Linked DNA regions of Manis pentadactyla: region 2 is linked to region 1. The links are chromatin contacts, called in public Hi-C maps. All regions are on one chromosome and are shown on one strand. Each heading gives the region's core, a stretch centred on a gene start, on an enhancer-like site or on the middle of the called end of the contact. The rest is flanking DNA. Distances are from core to core; before and after follow the strand shown.

Evidence for each region. A called contact is a pair of places that touch in the nucleus more often than the background predicts.
Region 2: a contact with region 1 is called in a Hi-C map of skin fibroblasts, with 4 times the contacts expected there. The contact joins the promoter of CEP44 here to the promoter of HMGB2 in region 1. A contact is called at or near these places in 2 of 3 Hi-C or Micro-C datasets (blood and skin fibroblasts).

Annotation. Positions count from the first base shown.
Region 1 is chr1:3,861,850-3,864,549 of mManPen7.hap1, reverse strand. HMGB2 (high mobility group box 2) reads left to right here and starts at 1,336. Exons shown (of 5, transcript XM_036889156.2): 1 at 1,336-1,494; 2 at 1,762-1,920; 3 at 2,028-2,173; 4 at 2,247-2,421. The coding sequence starts at 1,771.
Region 2 is chr1:4,562,084-4,564,783 of mManPen7.hap1, reverse strand. It overlaps CEP44 (centrosomal protein 44), which reads right to left and starts at 1,312. Exons shown (of 10, transcript XM_057503724.1): 1 at 1,120-1,312. It overlaps FBXO8 (F-box protein 8), which reads left to right and starts at 1,328. Exons shown (of 6, transcript XM_036889174.2): 1 at 1,328-1,545.

The sequences.
Region 1 (2,700 bases), core at 87-2,586:
TCTCTCGGGCTTGTAGGTGGCCAACTTCTCCATGTCCTTTCACATCCTCTGACCCCTATGCCTGTCTGTGTCCAAATGCCCCCTTTTTATAAGGGCACCATCCATACTGGGTTGGGGCCACCCAACTCCTAGACGATCTCATCTTAACTAATTACATCTGCAATGACCCTGTTCTCAAATAAGGTCACCGTTACAGTTGTGCTGTAAAAACACACAAAAATCCAAATTGACAAAATAACTCATATTACATTATTCGAAAATGAGCAGATCACTATTGCACTACGCTTTAAAAATCTATTTTTAAATTTAGCGGCATTAGAACCTACACAACGTTGGGCAACCAATACCCATGTCCAAGTTACACATTTTTAAAAATCCAGATTTACGAATAATTAGTAAATCTAGATAAAAAGCTGTTGGTTGTGAGTTACCTTTGACTGTGTTTACCGTTCGTAAACCAAACACGAACACATGCCAGCGAACTTCCTGGGGACCTAAGACAGAAGATTCAGAAGTCGGCTGAGACCAACCGCCGGCGCACCGCGGGGCCGACCGGGGACGGGCAGCGCGCTGCGGGCCCAGGGGGACCGTGCGGCGCGGCTCTCACGGCCCGTGGTGGCCTCGGGGACGCCGACATGGGCCTCAAGGGCGACTGCGGGGCCGGCGGGACGTGGGGAGCAGCCGGCAGGCCCCACAGCGGCGCGGCCTCGGCCCGGGCCGGGAGGGAGCGGCGGGCCAGCCAGTCTGCCGCCCGGGGTGGGGCCCTAGACGCGGCATGAGGCGGGCCGCGCTGAGGCCCTTTCCTCACACCCCACCGCCTCTGCGGCTTCCATCGGCCTCCGCGGGGTCGGCGCCCCGGCCGCTCCCCCTGTGCTTCTCTGCGCTTGCCTCCGCGGGGTAACCACGGCTCCCGGGCGGCGCTCCGCTGGGCCGAGGCTCGAGGAGGGGCGGCAAGCGGCCCGTCACCTCGCGGCCGGGAGACCGCGCTACCGCCACCCAGACCCTACGGTGGTATTTTTAAAGCTGGCGGGGCTTCCCTAGTCGGGCCGGCCACGCCCCCCCGCCGGCCGTCCAGGCCAGTCAGCGTCAGGCCCGCCATTTTTCAAACTCTTTTCCCGCCGCCAATCAGGGCCGAGCAGTGCATTCCTCTCCTGACCGGTTCTAACGGGTCTGGGAGTTAACGACCTGCGAGACCCACCGAACCTGCTAGGCTGGGGCTCGGGAGCCGGGCGTGGCGAGACGCCGGCCAATAGGAAGCCCCCGTGGCTAGGAGGCGCGGCCTCGCGAAGTTTGAATAACCACCAGAGCCAATCCGAGAGGCGGGGGTGTGGCCTGCGGCCCGTCTTGTCAAGCTGCCGTGGCGCGGAGAACTCTGCAAAACAAGAGGCTGAGGGTTGCGTCCTCGACAAACCATTTCACGCCGGAGCGGCGGGAGGGAAGCGTGTTTGGGGCATCCGGCCGCTCCGCGGGGCTCTGAGGAAAAGCCGCCACCAGGCAAGCGGCCCCTCCGGCCGCTCGGGTCGCGGGCCGGCCGCTCCCGCTTCCCCGCGGCCTTGTACGGGGCTCGGCGGAGGGCGGGCCCGGGGAGGGCGGGCGGCCGGGCCGCGGGGCGGCAGCCGCGCGGCGGGGGAGCGTTTCTGTCGGGAGGGCCCGCGGGGCCGGGGAGGCGGCGCCGGGACGAGCGGCGCCTGGGCCGCGGGGCGGCGGCGGCTTTGCGCGGGAAGCGGCCTCCGGCGCCCGCCCACCGGCTCCTCCCGCCAGGCCGCCGCCATGGCAAAGGGGGACCCCAACAAGCCGCGGGGCAAGATGTCCTCGTACGCGTTCTTCGTGCAGACGTGCCGGGAGGAGCACAAGAAGAAGCACCCGGACTCCTCCGTCAACTTCGCCGAGTTCTCCAAGAAGTGCTCGGAGAGGTGGAAGGTGAGGGGGCGGGCGGCGGGGCCCCGCGGGCGCCCCTGGACCCCGCTGGCCGCCGCGGCCTGCGGCTCACGCCCCGCCGCGGCCGTCCGGCCCCTCCCCGCCCGCAGACCATGTCGGCCAAGGAGAAGGCCAAGTTCGAGGACATGGCGCGGAGCGACAAGGCCCGCTACGACCGGGAGATGAAGAGCTACGTGCCCCCCAAGGGCGACAAGAGAGGGCGGAAGAAGGACCCCAACGCGCCCAAGAGGCCCCCGTGAGTGCCGCCCGAGGCCGGTCCCGCCGCCCCGCGGCCGCCCGTCCCCCCGTTAACACGCCGCCCCTTCCAGGTCCGCCTTCTTCCTGTTCTGCTCCGAGCACCGCCCGAAGATCAAGAGCGAGCACCCGGGCCTGTCCATCGGCGACACCGCGAAGAAGCTGGGCGAGCTGTGGTCCGAGCAGTCGGCCAAGGACAAGCAGCCGTACGAGCAGCGGGCGGCGAAGCTGAAGGAGAAGTACGAGAAGGTACGCGGCGCCCGGCCGTGCGTGTGCGAGGGGGCGGCCCCGCGGAACCGGGCGGCCCGGGGCCTCAGCTGGGTTCGGAAGGCCTGGTGGGCACTGGGCGCGGAGCGGCGCGGCGCGGGCAGCCTTCGACTGCCAGCAGCGGGGGCGGGTCCCGGGCCCAGCCGCGATGCGCAGTCACGTGGGCCGCGGGCTCGGGAAAGCCGAGGGCAAGTGCCGTGCTTGGACTCGGGGTGGGCGGGGCGCGGCGAACAGGTCCCGGCGGCGCCCGACTCCCCGGGC
Region 2 (2,700 bases), core at 63-2,562, 700 kb before region 1:
TCGCTAAGATCAATATGGCTTCCTATCTTCCTACAGGGTTCTCTCTACAAGTCAGATCTGCCCATCCGAATTTATTACGGGACACTTCCTGAAAACGGTATAGAGTACCATCTAATATATAAGATTTTTAATTTAGCTCAGTCTCACTGCTTTAGAGGTCATTAAGTGATGCCTCGGAACGGAATGCCACTGAACTCAAAGTGATTTGAGTTTAGAATAAAGCAATTACACTGACTGGAACGATTATGGTGAACGGCTGAAAGTTTGAATAGCTCCTAACGCTAGATGTTATCTAAAACTATTTATTAAAAATAAAACCGCGTAGAGATGAGGTTAAGTTCATGAAACTTCCCGCAAAAGTTACTAGGGAAATTCTGCGCTAGGAGGAAGGAAGAAAGGTCTAGGAAAGGGAAAACACAGAAAACTGTGGAGGAAACAAAGGGACTGCTGTGTTCACATACAAAACTGTTAAAAGGTTTGCGGATAATTTCAGAAAAACAGCCTAGGATAGCCATCATTGCAAAGGCCAAGACTGATTTTTCCATAGTGAGGAAAAAAGCAAGGGTCGTCTAGGAAGGTGGGGACATACTGAAACACCGGGAAAAAACACCGACAGCTACTTGGATCTTTTCCTCCCAGGCAGCTCCAAGCCCAGAGGATCCGGCGGGAGGAACAGTCCGTCTGCGAGTCCCCAGCCCTAAACTCCGACCCTGTCTCCAAGGAGGAGCGGCCACGATTCTTCCTACTTCGGTGGTGTCACAGGATAACTGGGTGTAGAAGCAGGGCCGACCGAGGCTCCCCTCGCTCCAGCCGATGTAAACACTAAAAGGGCAGATCTGGTCGGGGCTCCCGCGGGGCCGCCTGGCCGGCAGCGGAGCGACAAGCCCCGGCCCAGCGCAGCAGCGGCTCGGAAGGGCCCCGGCCGCCCAGCGCCACGGACGCCCCCGGAGCCCGCCTGCGGCACCCAGGCCCGGCGCCCGCCGCGTCGCCCGTTTGTGCTCGGAACGGCCGGTGCCAGCGCGCCGAGCCCCGCCGCCGGACCCCAGCGGCCCCCGCCCGCGCCCCGCGACTCCCCGCGGCAGATTCCGCACCACGTGCGTCCGGCCGGCGGAGACCCACCCCGCTGAGTGTCCGCTCCAAGGCCGGTCCCGGCCCAAGGCCGAGCGGTAGGCTGCCGAGGCCGGGGGATGCAGAGGGGCGCGGGCCGCAGACGGAGAAGCTGGGCGCCTCTGGCGAATCGTACACGCGGGGATAAAAATGCTTCCCCTTTAAGCTCCGAACCCGAACGTCACTTCCGGCAACAATAGGAAACGTCAAGAGCGGGACCGTCGGCTGCTCGGGCTGCCGCGGCTCGGGGAGCGCAGAGTCCCGAGGGCTCTGGGGTCCTCGTCGCCGTCACCTCCACCGGCGTGAACAAGTGAGGTCTGAGCCGGCTTCTCCATGGCCTGCGCACCAGTTCCCGGCTGAGTCATTTTCTTTTTGGCACAAAGTCCCCGCCCAGAGGCCGAGTCGTCGCGGCGGCGGTGGGGATCGCAGGTCGCTCAGGTACAAGCGTCAGCCCCGATATTTCAGCGTTCTTGCCCCCTTTCTCTGCACAGCCCCCCTATTCCTTACGGAAATTGAGACAACCGGGGCCGGCCTGGGGGGCAGAAACTTGCCAACCAGCCCGACTTTGGGGCCAATGACAGTGCAGAGCATCTTGAGTGACAGCGGTGGCGGCTTATTAAAATGAGGCATGCTCGTCAAGAGGCGGGAGTAGGTGTGTGCCTGTGTTTCTAGGCCAGTGGGCTATAAGGTCAGCTTGGGACCCCAGGTGGCGACCCGGCTTCGTTCTGCAATAAAGCCGGGAAACAGCAAGGATTGCTCTTTTCTAGCCCAAGTGTTGCTTTTCAAGTAGAGTGGAAGTTTTTTTTTTTCTTTTTTGGGGGGAAGGAGGAATCGGTAGACACAGTTTTCTGTTCTTTACGTACTTTCCAGTAATATGAAAGCAAACGTACAGGTAGGGTCACGATGGACTGCCAGTTGCTTCAGCTGTCAAGCTTTGGTTATAAATTTGGCAAGTTCTTAATTTCCTGTCTCTTGTTTGTTTCTCTGTGACTGGGCTCTAGTGTTTTACATGGTGGGTGCTCAATTAAATATTACCAATTGGGTGAAATTATGTACATGAATCCCAGTGTGTTCGTTTTATTTTTAAATGTGTTCGTTTTATTTTTAGGCTCTGTATGTATTTGGTAATATAATGGTTGAATCTACTTGGTTCAACAAGTAGAATTTTTATTTTCAAGGATCCTAGGTGTTTCTCTCCAAATCAGTGCATCATGACCTTTATTACCGCAAAGTGAAGCTAATTTATATTTTCAGTTTCGGTTTTCCTTCTCTGACGTCTAATGTTTGGAGTTCGGTAACCGTATTTCTGACGGTTGGGAGGCCCGAGTTCTCCCCACATGGGCTTCTCGGTAGGGCCGCCTCCCAGTATGGCAGCCGGCTTCCCCTAGGGTGAGCAGATAAATAAGAGAGAGCACCCAAGACGCCATAGTCTTTGTAATCTAATCTCAGAAGTGGGATCCCATCAGTACTGCCCTGTTGTAGTTGTTAGAAGTGAGTCAGTAAGTCCAACCCAAAATCAGTGTGGAGCGGGTTATGCAAGGGCAGGAGTCCCAGGATGCCAGGATCCTTGCGGGCCGTCTCAGAGGCTGCCTA